Linked DNA regions of Callithrix jacchus: region 1 is linked to region 2. Evidence: chromatin contacts called from public Hi-C data. All regions are on one chromosome and are shown on one strand. Each heading gives the region's core, a stretch centred on a gene start, on an enhancer-like site or on the middle of the called end of the contact. The rest is flanking DNA. Distances are from core to core; before and after follow the strand shown.

Region 1 (7,205 bases), core at 4,010-6,509, 290 kb before region 2:
GATCATTCTGAGGGCTGTGCTGAGCACAGGTGGAAAGAAGGCAAGAGTGAACACAGGAGGATTAAACAGAAGCTGATTACAATATCCAGGAGAAGATGATGGTGCCTTGGGTCACAGTGGTGGGCAGGGGCAGTGAGAAGCCACTGGACTCCAGTATATTGTAGAGGTAGATCTACTAGGATTTGCTGATAAAAGCGATGTGGAGGAACGGAAAGAGTCAAAGGTGACTACATGTTTTACGTGATAAGAGGAGTTTATGAATCTAATCTTTCATTATCAAAATCTCCTACAGGTGGCTCTGACACTTTTTCTTGGCTCTCAGAGAGCTTTAGTTGACTTAAGTTTTTGATATAGTCCAGCTAGAAACGTCATCTACAGGTAGCTGAGAATTTCTACATGTCACAATCTATGTACTTAATTTCTATATTTCCTTTCTAAATACCTTCGGTAATTTCCAGATTGTTTAAACAGACAATGAATTCAAAGTCCAAGTTTTGATTAGAATGAATGGAATTTTATCTAACTTTGTGATTTTATCTTCATTTCCAGTTCCAATAATCACACGTATCTCAACATTTCCAAGCAGAACAGAAAGTAAATGAACATAACATACCACTTCCTCCAAGGTAGCAGGGCCTTTTGATCTCAGGCGAAGTGTTCCCCTTCCACAACCAATTTTTCCTTCTGATGACTTTCCGGCCCTTGACCTCGGCTCTATTTCTACAAATACACAATGAACAGGGAAACATACACATATACACAGAAAGAATACCAACAGATTACTGTGAAAGCTAATGTAGTTTCTATCACAAAACTAAATACAATTGCTATAGAAATTTGATAAAAGGTAGGCCTTCTTATAGAATTCACCAAAACAAAATAAATTTACTTGGCATCCATTATTCTTATAGGAGAGTCTTTGGGAGAGAGTTCTAATTCCAAGAAAGGGGAATATGTGAAATGTACAGATGGGAAAGACAAAGTTACAAGGAAGAAAAAATAAAACAGTGGGCTTTATAAAGAGTAAAGAGGGGCAAGTAGTTTCATCAAGGTCACAAAAAAAAGAAAAAAAATCATGTCTGGAAAGAAGAGAGGTTTCTTCTCCTAATGGACCAATAAAAAAGAAGAAACAAAAAAAAAATCAAAGAAAAAAGAGAGAAGAGAGGGACAAAAGCACTAGCCTCTGCTTGATGCTTTATGTTAAAAAAATCCCATTTAATCCTCAAACCAACCTATGAGACAGGTGATTGCTTTCATTTTACAAATAAGGGAAAGGAAGTCAGTAAGAAATGGGGCTGGGATTCAAAACCAGGTCTTGCGGATACAGACCAGATTTCAAAGTCCATATGCTTTCCTGAACAATGCTCCAGCCCACACCCCTTGGAAGCACAAGGGATAAAATCAGAGTTGACATAGAAATAGGGTGCAAAAGAAAAAGAGCCTCTGAGCAGGTTCCAAGGAAGGAATTCTCCGCAGACAGCAAGGACAAGAGCAGCGAGCAGTGGCTTTCTATCCACAGAAAGCCACTACTTTTCTTATGCTTGGTTCTTCTGTTGTGTCTTTTCCTGTATTTGCAACACACTAAGAGTAACCACCAAATATGTTAACACAAAATGAGTGAAAGGGAAGGGTGACGAAAGAGGATAATTGGAAGATATGTGCCCTATGTAGGCCCCACTCCAATAACTTATTGTGCTGTGGGAATATAAGCCCTGCAAAGCCAGAACACCCACTTTTTTTTTGGCAAAGAAACTGGATACTCAGGCCAGGGTGGTGGCTCATGCCTGTAATCTCAGCACTTTGAGAGATGAAAACAAGCTGATCTCTTGAGCCCAGGAGTTTAAGACCAACCTGGGCAACGGGGTAAAATTCCGTCTCTACTAAAAATACAAAAACTAACCAGGTGTGGTGGCACATTCTTGTAGTTCCAGCTACTCAAGAGGCTTAGGTGGAAGGACTGCTCGAGCTCAGGTGGTCAAGACTGCAGTAAGCCATGACTGTACCACTGCACTCCAGCCTGGGCAACACAATGAGATCATGAGAAAGAAAAGAGAGAGAGAGAAGGAAGGAAAGAAGGGAGGGAGGGAGGAAGGGAGGGAGGAAGGAAGGAGAGAAAGAAGGAAGGAAGGAGACAGAATAAGAGAAAGAAGAGAGAGAGAAGGAAAGAAAGAGGATACTCGAATTCACAGAAATTAAAAAAAATTAAAAATAGAAAAAACAAAAAAGAAAGAGAATACTCAGAGTTTTGTGTGCATCTTCTGATTTAAAAATTTTTTAAGTTTGGGCAATTAAATCAAACTTTTAAAAACAACATATTGGCAAAAACAAAAGAGATCTATGGGCCAGATTCCAACCATAGGACACTAATTTATAACCTCTGTAAATATTGTGAGCGTCCTTGACTGAGGACTCCGTATGGCAGCAGTTTAGGGGAAGAGGCAGGTGGGAAGGGGATGCTGCACTAAAGCAGGCGTCTCCAAACTCCAGGGCTGCAGACTGGTGCCAATCCATGGCCTGTTAGGAACCGGGCCATACAGCATCAACTTATAGCCTGAGCTCTGCCTCCTGCCAGATCAGCAGCGGCATTAGATTCTCACAGAAAATGAATCCTACTGTAAACTGCGCACGTGAGTGATCGAGGTTGTGCGCTACTTATGAGAATCCAGCTAATGCCTAATGATGAGGTGGATAAAACAGTTTTATTCTGAAACCATTCTCTCCTGCCTGCCCCATCTGTGGAAAAATTTCTTTAGTGAGGTGGTCCCTAACCTTTTTGGCACCATGAAACCAGTCCCTGGTGCTGAAAAGGTTGGGGGCCACTGCACTAAAGAACCAGAGACAACTGAGCACTCCAGTGAGGCATCACAGGACAGGCTGGTGAGCATGCATAGGCAGTGAGGTCTGTGCAAAGCTCTCATGACACAGACATCAAGTGGCCTGCATTCTTACTTAGAACCTAGGTGATATGGTTTGGTTCTGTGTCCCCACCCAAATCTCATCTCAAATTGTAATCCCCATAATCCCCACATGTCGAAGGAGAGACCAGGTGGGAAGTGATTGGATTGGGGTGGAGGTTTCCACCATGCCATTCTCATGATAGTCAATCAGTTCTCATGAAATCTGATGGTTTTGTAAGGCAGTTTTCCCTGCTCTTGCATGCTCTCGTTCATCTGTTGCCATATAAGACATGTCTGCTTCCCCTTCCGCCATGATTGTAAGTTTCCTGAGGCCTCCCAGCCATGTAGGACTGTGAATCAATTAAACCTCTTTTCTTCATAAATGATTCGGTCTCAGGGATGTCTTTATAGCAGTGTGAGAACAGACTAATAAGCCAGGATAATTACTATATTCAGCCAAGTACTGCTTTACTATTGGGAATCTATGCCAAAGTGATTAAGGATTTTGCAAATTAATTTTGCATATTAATTTTGACCTGTATTCAGGAACAGAATCACCGAAACTTAAAACATAAGTTTTCCTCTGAGAATAAACCTATTAAAAATTATCATGTAATGAGTACACAAGCCCAACCTAACCAAAAACCTATAAACGGTGGCTGATGAGCTGGGGAACACCCAAATGCTAATCGTGGTGACCAGACATTCACAGGAGACCAGAGCTATATCAGCAAGCCTATAGTATTGGCCTTGGTAGTTATAATCTGTCCTGCATGAGGGAAAAAAGAACTCTCATGCACTCAGCATAGAGTTTCAAAATGAGTACGGAAAGAAAAAGATTAAGTTGACCTGTCCAGGACAGGATCAGCACTGTCCAGTGTTATGTACTGCCTAACAGTGTAAGTGTCCCCAGCCCAGAGTCGTGTATATCCCCAAAGCAGTGAAGATAGCCTCGTCTTAATGGTAGTAATCTTAAGACAAGCAACCTCCTTCCCTGACTCTACTGCAATTTCACCAAGCAATTTCACCAAATTGTACCTACTTGGTACAATTTGTCCGCCCATATAAATTTCCTAAAGGGTGAAAAATGAACTTCTCATCTAACACATGTGTTTTGGTTTACCACTGAATATATATTTCTAATTGCAAAATAATATATTGCCATTCTGATTTTTCAAAAAGTGTGTCTTGTAAGTTTGGTGAGCATGATATAGCCCTGAAAAACTGAACAACTCTAAATACATTGAAAAATAAAAGGTTTCTGGGATTTATAAAGCTAAGGACCCAGCCTCTGGAATGAGGGGCATCACAAAAGCTTGTATCATCCCTGCCTGAGAAGTCAGCTCTCCTCTCTACATGATGTTTCTATCTTACCTTCCTCTTACCTGCAGCACTGGTAGCCAGAAGGGAAAATGTATGTAGCATGGAGGAGTTTTCATTAATAAATTTTATTTGATAGAGCAGTTTTAGGTTCACAGCAAAACTGAGCAGAAAGTACAGAAAGTTTGCATATGACCCCTATCCCCACCGCACAGGCACAGCCTCTCCCATTATCAACCTCCAGCACCAGAGTAAGACTTCTGCTACAACTGATGAAACTACATTGACACATCGCAATCACCCAATGTCCATAATTTAGAGTTCACTCTTGGTGTTACACATTTTATGGATTTGCATAAGTGCATATTATATGTATCCACTATTGTAATATTATACAAAATGGTGTTTCTACCCTAAAAATCTTCCAAGCTCCTCCTATACATTCTGGATTTTTTTTTATCATCATGTATTTGCCAAGCCATCTTCTCAAAGGTGGCATCTCAAAGCTTACCACTTGGTGGCACCAAAGTTAAATTTAAATTCTGGCTTGGACCAGGCTCCAGAAGGGCAGTTTTCACCTCTAAGGAAACAGAAGCCATGTTTCTCTATGAGCCTATGATTCAGGTACATAAATCAATCTGTTTATACACAAGAACAAGCAGGATGGTCCTGTTCACCCACAGGGGGAAAAACAGATTTTATGTTTTTGAAATGTTTTGGAGATCACAAATGTTTATAGCCTGGCCTACTTTTGGCGTGCTGGCCTGTCTAAGCACGTCTGGCCAACTAGGTCAAGCCCTAAATCAGTCAGTTTACATGAAGAGATCTGCATGAGGCTTCTCTTGGGGCTGAGTTATGAGAGGGATGCAGTGGATACAGCAGTCACTGCTCCCAGCCTGCACCTGCAGCTAGCTGATTCACTAGATGTATCAGGGCTCCCAGTTGAGGGTACTGGCCATCTGCCTGCCATACGTCACTTAGGGCACAGGAACACACAGCTTGTGGGTGCCTAACCACTCCCACCGTGGAGTTGCACGTAGCCTAAAAGCAGTCAGGTTTGTTCCCAGACCTTTTTGTGGCAACTGTATCTGTTACTGTAATTACGTGCTTTAATTTAAAAGTGCATGAGCTGATGAAGTGAGTGTAAAACAAGGAGTTATTAGTGCTATGAAAACTAGGTTGATGGTTGATTGCCTTGGAAAGACTCCGTAAGGGTCAGTTGCAAAAAAAAAAAAAAATTAGATGTGGGCAAGGTGACTCTAGGAGATCAGAAAAAATATTTTTGGCTGGGTGCAGTGGCTCATGCCTGTAATCTCAACACATTAGCAGGCCAAGGCAGGAGGATCACTTGAGCTCAGGAGTTCAGGACCAGCCCGTGCAATATAGCGAGACCTTGTCTCTACTAGAAATTTTAGGCTGGGTGCCGTGGCTCATGTCTCTAATCCCAGCATTTTGAAAGGCCAAGGTCAGTGGATAACTTGAGCCCAGGAATTTGAGACCTGCCTGGGCAACATGGTGAAACTCCACCTCTACAAAAAATACAAAAATTAGCCAGACAGAATAGCGCGCACCTGCAGCCCTTGCTAGCAGGAGGCTGAAGTAAGAGGACTGCTTGAGCCCAGGACCTCGAGGCTGCAGTGAGCTGTGATCACACCATTGTACTTTAGTCTGGGTGACAGAACAAGACCTTGTCTCAAAAAAAAAGAAAAAAAAATGTTTTATCAGCCCGGCATGGTGGGACGTGCCTGTAGTCCAAGCTACACAGGAGACTAAGGTATGAAGATCATTTAAGCCTGGGAGTTTGAGACTGCAATGAACTACAATTGAAATGAAAAAAGAAAGTATCTTTTTAAACAGCCATTATTTTCCATATCTGGTTTTTTTTAATGCAATAGAACCCAGAGGTATGCATTAAGGTTGTGATTATAGAAGACAGACATCATAGAACCCCAATTTGTGTCCTCCACTCGAAAGGCCTTTTACATTAAGAGTGATAAAAGAATATACACTTCTATGTTTTAAAACATAGAAATGGGAACTCTCTGTACTTTCTTCTCAGTTTTGCCATGAACCTAAACATTATTTTTTAGTTTTTATGCTGGGAGTACAAGTGCAGGTTTCTTACGTGCATAGGTTGCTAGTGGTGAAGTCTGAACTTTGCACGTACGCATCACCCAAATAATGAATGTTGTTCATGATTTACATCTATGTTTTAAATTAAAATGAAATGTTTATATACACATGTATCATTCTTTACAAGAACCTATTTTAACTGACATTTTCAATAAACAGCCAAACCCCTAGTTTCTGCTATTTGGTAATGCTCAGGTAGAGAGATGGAGAAATGGAAAAGGCAGAAAGGTGTCTGTTTTACTCCGAAAAGCTTGTGCCTGGGCCCTAGGGAAAGAAGCAGTGCTGACAGAAGATGAAAGCACTGTTGTCAGGAGGAGCACATGCAACATAGCTTAGATCCTCAACTGTCAAAGGAGCAGGCAGTGGGGAGGCTGGATATTCTCCCCACTTCCGCACAGAGTGAGGCCTTGCTCTAGTTGGCCCAGAGTATGGAGCAGCACCGTCAGGGCATGGGCAGAGACCATCATTTCAAGGTGAAGTGTGCACAGATGGAAACTGCCGTATCCAAGTTGCTCAGTGAACAAGAAATAGCCCAAAGACACCCAGAGGGAAGAATGGGATGCTAAAGACACAGAGAAGGTCAACAAGGGTGCCTAACAGGACCACACTTCCTTGGAGCATGTGTGAAACCCTTGAGAACATCTGGAAATAGTTGCAAAGGGGGAACATTGTAGTGTGCTGAGGGCCTGTGTGAAAAGGCGGTAGGAGACAAAAAATAACCAATGGTATTTTGGTGACAAAAAGGAAACAAACCAATCACTTTCAGTTCCAAACTGTGAAATAAAAGTTGTTCTCATATTTCTGATTAGCTCTCTGCTGAAAGTGAAACCCTGTTAAAGTTTTCCTGACTTCTCA
Region 2 (6,793 bases), core at 3,651-6,150:
TCCCTAAACAGGCTCCAGTGTGCACCCTGATCCATGGTGCGTCCCTCTGTTTGGAATGCTCTTTCTCAACTGTGTCCCTAGCAGACCACCTTTTTTTAAGTGTCACTCCTTCTGTGACACACTCCCTTGAGCCCCACTCCATGAATGATCACATGCTTTTCTTTCTTTTTTTTTTTTTAATTGCATTTTAGGTTTTGGGGTACATGTGCAGAACATGCAAGATAGTTGCATAGGTACACACATGGCAGTGTGTTTTGCTGCCGTCTTCCCCTTCACCCACATTTGGCATTTCTCCCCAGGCTATCCCTCCCCCCCCCACTGTCCCTCCCCTATTCCCCCCTGTAGACCCCAGTGTGTAGTACTCCCTTCCCTGTGTCCATGTGTTCTCATTTTTCATCACCCGCCTATGAGTGAGAATATGTGGTATTTCATTTTGTGTTCTTGTGTCAGTTTGCTGAGAATGATGTTCTCAGATTCATCCATGTCCCTACAAATGACACGAACTCATCATTTTTGATTGCTGCATAATATTCCACGGTGTATATGTGCCACATTTTCCCTGTCCAGTCTATCGTGGATGGGCATTTGGGTTGGTTCCAGGTCTTTGCTATTGTAAACAGTGCTGCAATGAACATTTGTGTGCATGTGTCCTTATAGTAGAACGAATTATAGTCCTTTGGATATATACCCAGTAATGGGATTGCTGGGTCAAATGGAATTTCTATTTCTAAGGCCTTGAGGAATCGCCACACTGTCTTCCACAATGGTTGAACTAATTTACACTCCCGCCAACAGTGTAAAAGTGTTGCTATACCTCCACATCCTCTCCAGCATCTGTTGTCTCCAGATTTTTTAATGATTGCCATTCTAACTGGTTTGAGATGGTATCTCAATGTGGTTTTGATTTGCATCTCTCTGATGACCAATGATGATGAGCATTTTTTCATGTTTGTTGGCCTCATGTATGTCTTCTTTTGAAAAGTATCTGTTCATATCCTTTGCCCATTTTTGAATGGGCTTGTTTGTTTTTTTCCTGTAAATTTGTTTGAGTTCTTTGTAAATCCTGGATATCAAAATTTACATCTACCCATGTTAGATGGGTACACTGCAAAAATTTTTTCCCATTCTGTTGGTTGCCGATTCACTCTAGTGACTGTTTCTTTTGCCGTGCAGAAGCTGTGGAGTTTGATTAGGTCCCATTTGTCTATTTTGGCTTTTGTTGCCAGTGCTTTTTGTGTTTTGGTCATGAAGTCCTTGCCTACGCCTATGTCCTGAATGGTTTTGCCTAGATTTTCCTCTAAGGTTTTTATGGTGCCAGGTCTTATATTTAAGTCTTTAATCCATCTGGAGTTAATTTTAGTGTAGGTGTCAGGAAGGGGTCCAGTTTCTGCTTTCTGCATATGGTCAGCCAGTTATCCCAACACCATTTATTAAACAGGGAGTCCTTTCCCCATTGCTTGTTTTTGTCAGGTTTATCAAATATTGTATGGTTGTAGATATGCTGTGTTGCCCCAGATGCCTCTGTTCTGTTCCATTGGTCTATATCTCTGTTTTGGTGATCACACGCTTTTCTTTGGTGTTCCCATAGCACTTTATAAACATGCTATTATGTACTTACTCCACTGTACTGTGTAATTTTTTTTTTTTGAGACGGAGTTTCTCTCTTGTTACCCAGGTTGGAGTGCAATGGCATGATCTCGCTCACCGCAACCTCCGCCTCCTGGGTTCAGGCAATTCTCTTGCCTCAGCCTCCTGAGTAGCTGGGATTACAGGTATGCACCACCGTGCCCAGCTAATTTTTTGTATTTTTAGTAGAGACAGGGTTTCACCATGTTGACCAGGATGGTCTCGATCTGTTGACCTCGTGATCCACCCACCTCGGCCTCATGTACTGTGTAATTTTTAATGCCTGTTTCCAAAACTAGACTCTGCACTGCCTAAAGGCAGAGATAAAATTTTCTTTTTATTTATTTATTTATTTTTTGAGACGGAGTTTGGCTCTTGTTACCGAGGCTGGAGTGCAATGGTGCGATCTCAGCTCACCGCAACCTCCGCCTCCTGGGTTCAGGCAATTCTCCTGCCTCAGCCTCCTGAGTAGCTGGGATTACAGGCACGTGCCACCATGCCCAGCTAATTTTTGTATTTTTAGTAGAGACGGGGTTTCACTATGTTGACCAGGATGGTCTCGATCTCTTGACCTCGTGATCCACCAACCTCGGCCTCCCAAAGTGATGGGATTATAGCCTTGAGCCACCATGCCCGGCCCCTAAAATTTACATCTTTATTTCTCCAGTGTCTTATACCATGTTGGATATATACTAGGAAATTAAATGTTTGGTAAATAAATATTCCAGACCCAAGATTCTGTGAGTTCATTCTGTAAAAACATAGATTAGGAAGACACCTAAATACATATCTGAAATATGTGAAGCAATGCTTTCAATAAAGCCACAAAAATTCCTGGTTTGTTTTTAAGAACTAAATTTGTTCCTAGACATCACTATAAAAGAATCTCAAAGTCTTTTGTTTTTGCCAAAACAATAACATTAATCATACAGACTTCAGAGTTGCCAATACTGCTACTGCAAATACATACTACTCTTCACAGGAAGTGTAACTACACAAAATATGAACCCCAGTTAATTTTAGAAAATAAATTAGAGATTAATAAGTTGGAACTTTGTTCATTTAAACCATATCAACTATATAATGTCCCCAAGAAACTGTGGGCAAGATACATCTGTATTAATTAGGTTTACTTTAAAAAAATTTTTTTTGAGACAAGGTCTTACAGCCTCAACTTCCTGGGCTTAAGCGATCCTCCCACCTCACAGCCGGTTTACTTTTAAAATGGCATTAAATACAGCAACTTAGTCCTGCCCAAATAGCCTAGCCCAAGTGGATAAAGAATAATGTTAATTCCTGAATGTACTGTTACTAAAATAAACTTCCAAAGCATGTAATGACACATTCTTCATGATATGACAGGAACAGAAGTCTCCTAAAGTTTAAGTCATTCCTTGGTGTTAGAGATTAGTTGAATCTCACATTTTGGTAGGAGATGAGAATTTCCTCATGAGAGATTGGTAGAATATCTCATTAGCTGTTGTGGCCAACTAAAGCCTAATTTTTACCACAATAGTTCAGATAATACAAGCTTCTATTTATTATAAAATATATAAATATATATTTTTATTGTGTGATATTTGAAAGGTATAAAAATTATCTATATAGCATAGACAGGTTTCTGGACTCAAACATTTTTGCATTTGCCACCCATTTATAGCCACTTTTCAAAGCTTACAAAATTACTTGCTTATTAAGGAAAGATAATACAATCAGGCAGAAATACACTGTACATTATCTTCTTATCCGAAACTCGGGTTTCCAAACAAATTTCATATATATTCAGATATCGCAGCAAAAAACAGCTGCAGATAACTAAATAATTAACCCACATGTCCCAAACAAGATCTGCTTACTTTCAAGCTCTTATCTTAGGCTCTTAAACAGGCTGAGGGCACTTCAACTATGAGGTATGGGAAGGAAGGAATGGAAGTGGTAAGGAAAAGTTAAAGAAAGATCTTCTGCTTCGTAGATGGAGCTTAGGCTCTGAATCTTATGAAACAGCTTGGTATTAAAGAATATACTAACTTACATTGCTTTCTAACTGGTCCATAAATGTTAAGTGTTAGTTAACCAATCAGACTATAAGCAACCTGAAAATAGACACGTTAGCCCTCATTTTGTCTGAATTTCATTACATGCTTCAGAGCTGTGTTTAAGTATTTGCTGTGCAAGGCACACAGCAAACAAATAAATACTTAAAAATTGATTTTTAAGCTATATCTGCCTTAAAGTCTCCATGGGTGTCTCTGCCATTCATGTTCCTTTACCTTAATGAGAGTCTATCGTTACAGGGAAATATAGTCTTTGATTCTGTATAGTGGGCCAGCTGACTTATGGTCCTCCTTCTGACACAGCTCCCTTCAGACAAAAAAAGATTATAACACTCTACCCAAAGTGATGAGATAAGACAGTGGTCGGGGGGGGGGGAGGGGGTGGGAAAGAGGGATGAAAGAATAAGTGTTGAAAAGATGAAATAAGAATAAACATGTTATCATTCCCAGATAATATGTGGTCTGAATAAAAACCCTAAAAGAACGTATGTCAAATTACTGGTATTACAACTAATAAGAGTTCACAAGTTATTAATATTCAAATGCAAAAACCAACATTATAGATACCAGCAATGACAAATTAGAAAACGTAAATTTAAAAAAACCACTTATAATGACAACAAATCTATATGGGACTTAGGGAAAAAGACATATAAGACATTTAATGAAGAACATTATAAAACATTATGAAAGACATAAATGAAGACCTAAGAACCATATCATGTTCACAGATAAAAAGGTTAATGTTATGAAAATGTAAATTCACCTAAGCTGATCTATAAATACAATATCATAATCAAAATCCCAAGAGGGTTTTCATGAAACTTGACAAGCTGTCCTAAACTTCACATGGAAAGGCAAAGGGCTAAGAATAGTCATGACGAGTCTCAAAAAAAAAACCCGCAGTGAATGGAATCACCCTGCCAAGTGTCAAGATTTATCATGAAGCTATATAAAGCTACAGTAATTAAGATACTGTGAAACCAATGCAGGAAACAAACAGAGTGACAGAACGAAATAGAGAGCCCAGAAAAGACACACAGAGAAAGACCTCACATACGACAAGGGGCACTTTGCAAATCAGCCACAAAAGAATATATTATTCAAAGAAAGGTGCTGAGGCAACTACCTATCCAAACATTAAAAACAAAACAATGACTAGGCATGATGGCTCATGCCTGTAATCCCAGCACTTTGGGATGCTGAGGAAGAAGGATAGCCTGAGCCCAGGAGTTCAAGCCCAGACCAGCAACATAGTGAGATTCTGTTTCTACAAAGACTTAAAATATCAGCTAGGCATGGTAGTGCACGCCTGTAGTCCCAGCTACTCAGGAAGCTGAGATGGGAGGGTCACTTGCACTCAGGAAGTTGAGGCTGTGGTAAGCTGTGATCGCACCACTGCATTCCAGCCCAAGCAACAGAGCGAGACCCTGTCTCAAATAATAATAATTATTATTATTAATGATAGGATATGTCAGCAAGGGGCAGTATATCCATTATCACTTTTTGTTTTCCTCCTATGCATGGCAACGTCAGAGATCAGAAAAAGCCAATAATCTCAGCTATACCTACAATAATTATTTTTTGCAAACTTTTCAGATGATTTCTAACCCAGAAAAAAGGTAGACTTATAAAGAGCATCTTTTTTTATTCTTTTCCAGAAAACAACTTTAAACATGCCTTAAATACCTTCTTTCATTAAATGCAATTTTATATTACTATAAGAAAAATCAACTTAATTCACAGAAAAAAGTTGTCTGCAGAATTGACTAATAATATCACTGTAGAACAACTTATGAACATACGATATCCTTCTATCTATAACTATGAAATTTTTAAATCAGCTTAGAACAGGCCTCTTTAAACTGTTAGACTATAATTATAATAATGAATAGATAAGTGTTTACCATGTGCCTGTGCTAAATATGATGATATGATGTGTTATTTCACTTAATCCTCACAGTTCTATGAAGTTGATCCTAATATAGCCCTACACGTTACAGATGAAGAAGCTGTCTAAGCAAAGTCAAGGCTTGCTTAATGTCCCAGCTAGCAAGACAGGCAGAGCTAGGATTTGAACCCATGCTTGTTTGACTCCAAAGCCCATGTTCTTAATTACTAAGTTATACTATGTATAATTGAAATCATATTGGAGGTTTTGATTAAGCCTTCAAAAGTTACAAAAAAAATACAGTTTAACAATTATATTATAATTTAACAATATCTGAAAACAGAAGCTATAAATAAACATAAACATAACACTGATTTCAGATGCTGTTAGCTAGAAGAACTTGCACACTAATGGAAATTTAGATTAATGTTATTTCATGTCTTCTCTGCATAACTTCCATGATCTTTCTCATTGTGAGTTACAGTAGCAGGTGTATATAAAGCCCGCCAGCAAGTGTTGACTTACATTAGCTCCCAGTGCTACAAGTAGCAACACGGAATGGTATCTGAGTCACAGGCATCCAACATGTAGATAAAATGTGCTGCCCTCTAGTGATTTCAACATCTCACACTCAACACTAAACGTTCTTTTAAGTGAATGAGGAAATTTTTTTTTTTTTTTTTTTTGAGACAGAGTTTCGCTCTTGTTACCCAGGCTGGAGTGCAATGGTGCGATCTCGGCTCACCGCAACCTCCACCTCCTGGGTTCAGGCAATTCTCCCGCCTCAGCCTCCTGAGTAGCTGGGATTACAGGCACGTGCCACCATGCCCATCTAATTTTTTGTATTTTTAGTAGAGACAGGGTTTCACCATGTTGACCGGATGATCTCGATCTCTTGACCTCGTGATCCACCCGCCTTGGCCTCCCAAAGTGCTGGGATTACAGGAAAATATTTTTTCATTATTAGAGAACTAACTGACTCAGCCAGGAGCGGTGGCTCACGCTTGTAATCCCAGCACTTTCGGAGGCCGAGGTGGGGGGATCATGAGGTCAGGAGTTTGAGACCAGCCTGGCCAACATGGTGAAACTCTGTCTCTACTAAAAATACAGAAAGTAACTGAGTGTGGTAGTGCATGCCTGTAGTCGCCAGCATGCCTGTAGTCTCAGCTACTTGGGAGGCTGAGGCAGAAGAATCACTTGAACCCCGGAGGTGGAGGTTGCA

The links. Hi-C and Micro-C count contacts between places; a contact is called where the count stands out from the background.
Region 1: a contact with region 2 is called in a Hi-C map of skeletal muscle, with 3 times the contacts expected there. The contact joins two enhancer-like sites. A contact is called at or near these places in 2 of 3 Hi-C or Micro-C datasets (both in skeletal muscle).

The regions. Positions count from the first base shown.
Region 1 is chr7:115,340,950-115,348,154 of calJac240_pri, reverse strand. GIPC2 (GIPC PDZ domain containing family member 2) reads right to left here. Exons shown (of 6, transcript XM_035251965.3): 4 at 614-720. Among named protein-coding and RNA genes, the nearest start is that of GIPC2, 70 kb to the right of the region's middle. Within about 2 kb of position 5,259, at least 3 of the 16 cell types and tissues checked have an H3K27ac peak or open chromatin away from gene starts, as enhancers often do. A contact at or near this core is called in skeletal muscle, where this site is marked.
Region 2 is chr7:115,053,513-115,060,305 of calJac240_pri, reverse strand. All of the region lies in intron 7 of MIGA1 (mitoguardin 1), which reads right to left. Among named protein-coding and RNA genes, the nearest start is that of MIGA1, 50 kb to the right of the region's middle. Within about 2 kb of position 4,900, at least 1 of the 16 cell types and tissues checked has an H3K27ac peak or open chromatin away from gene starts, as enhancers often do. A contact at or near this core is called in skeletal muscle, where this site is marked.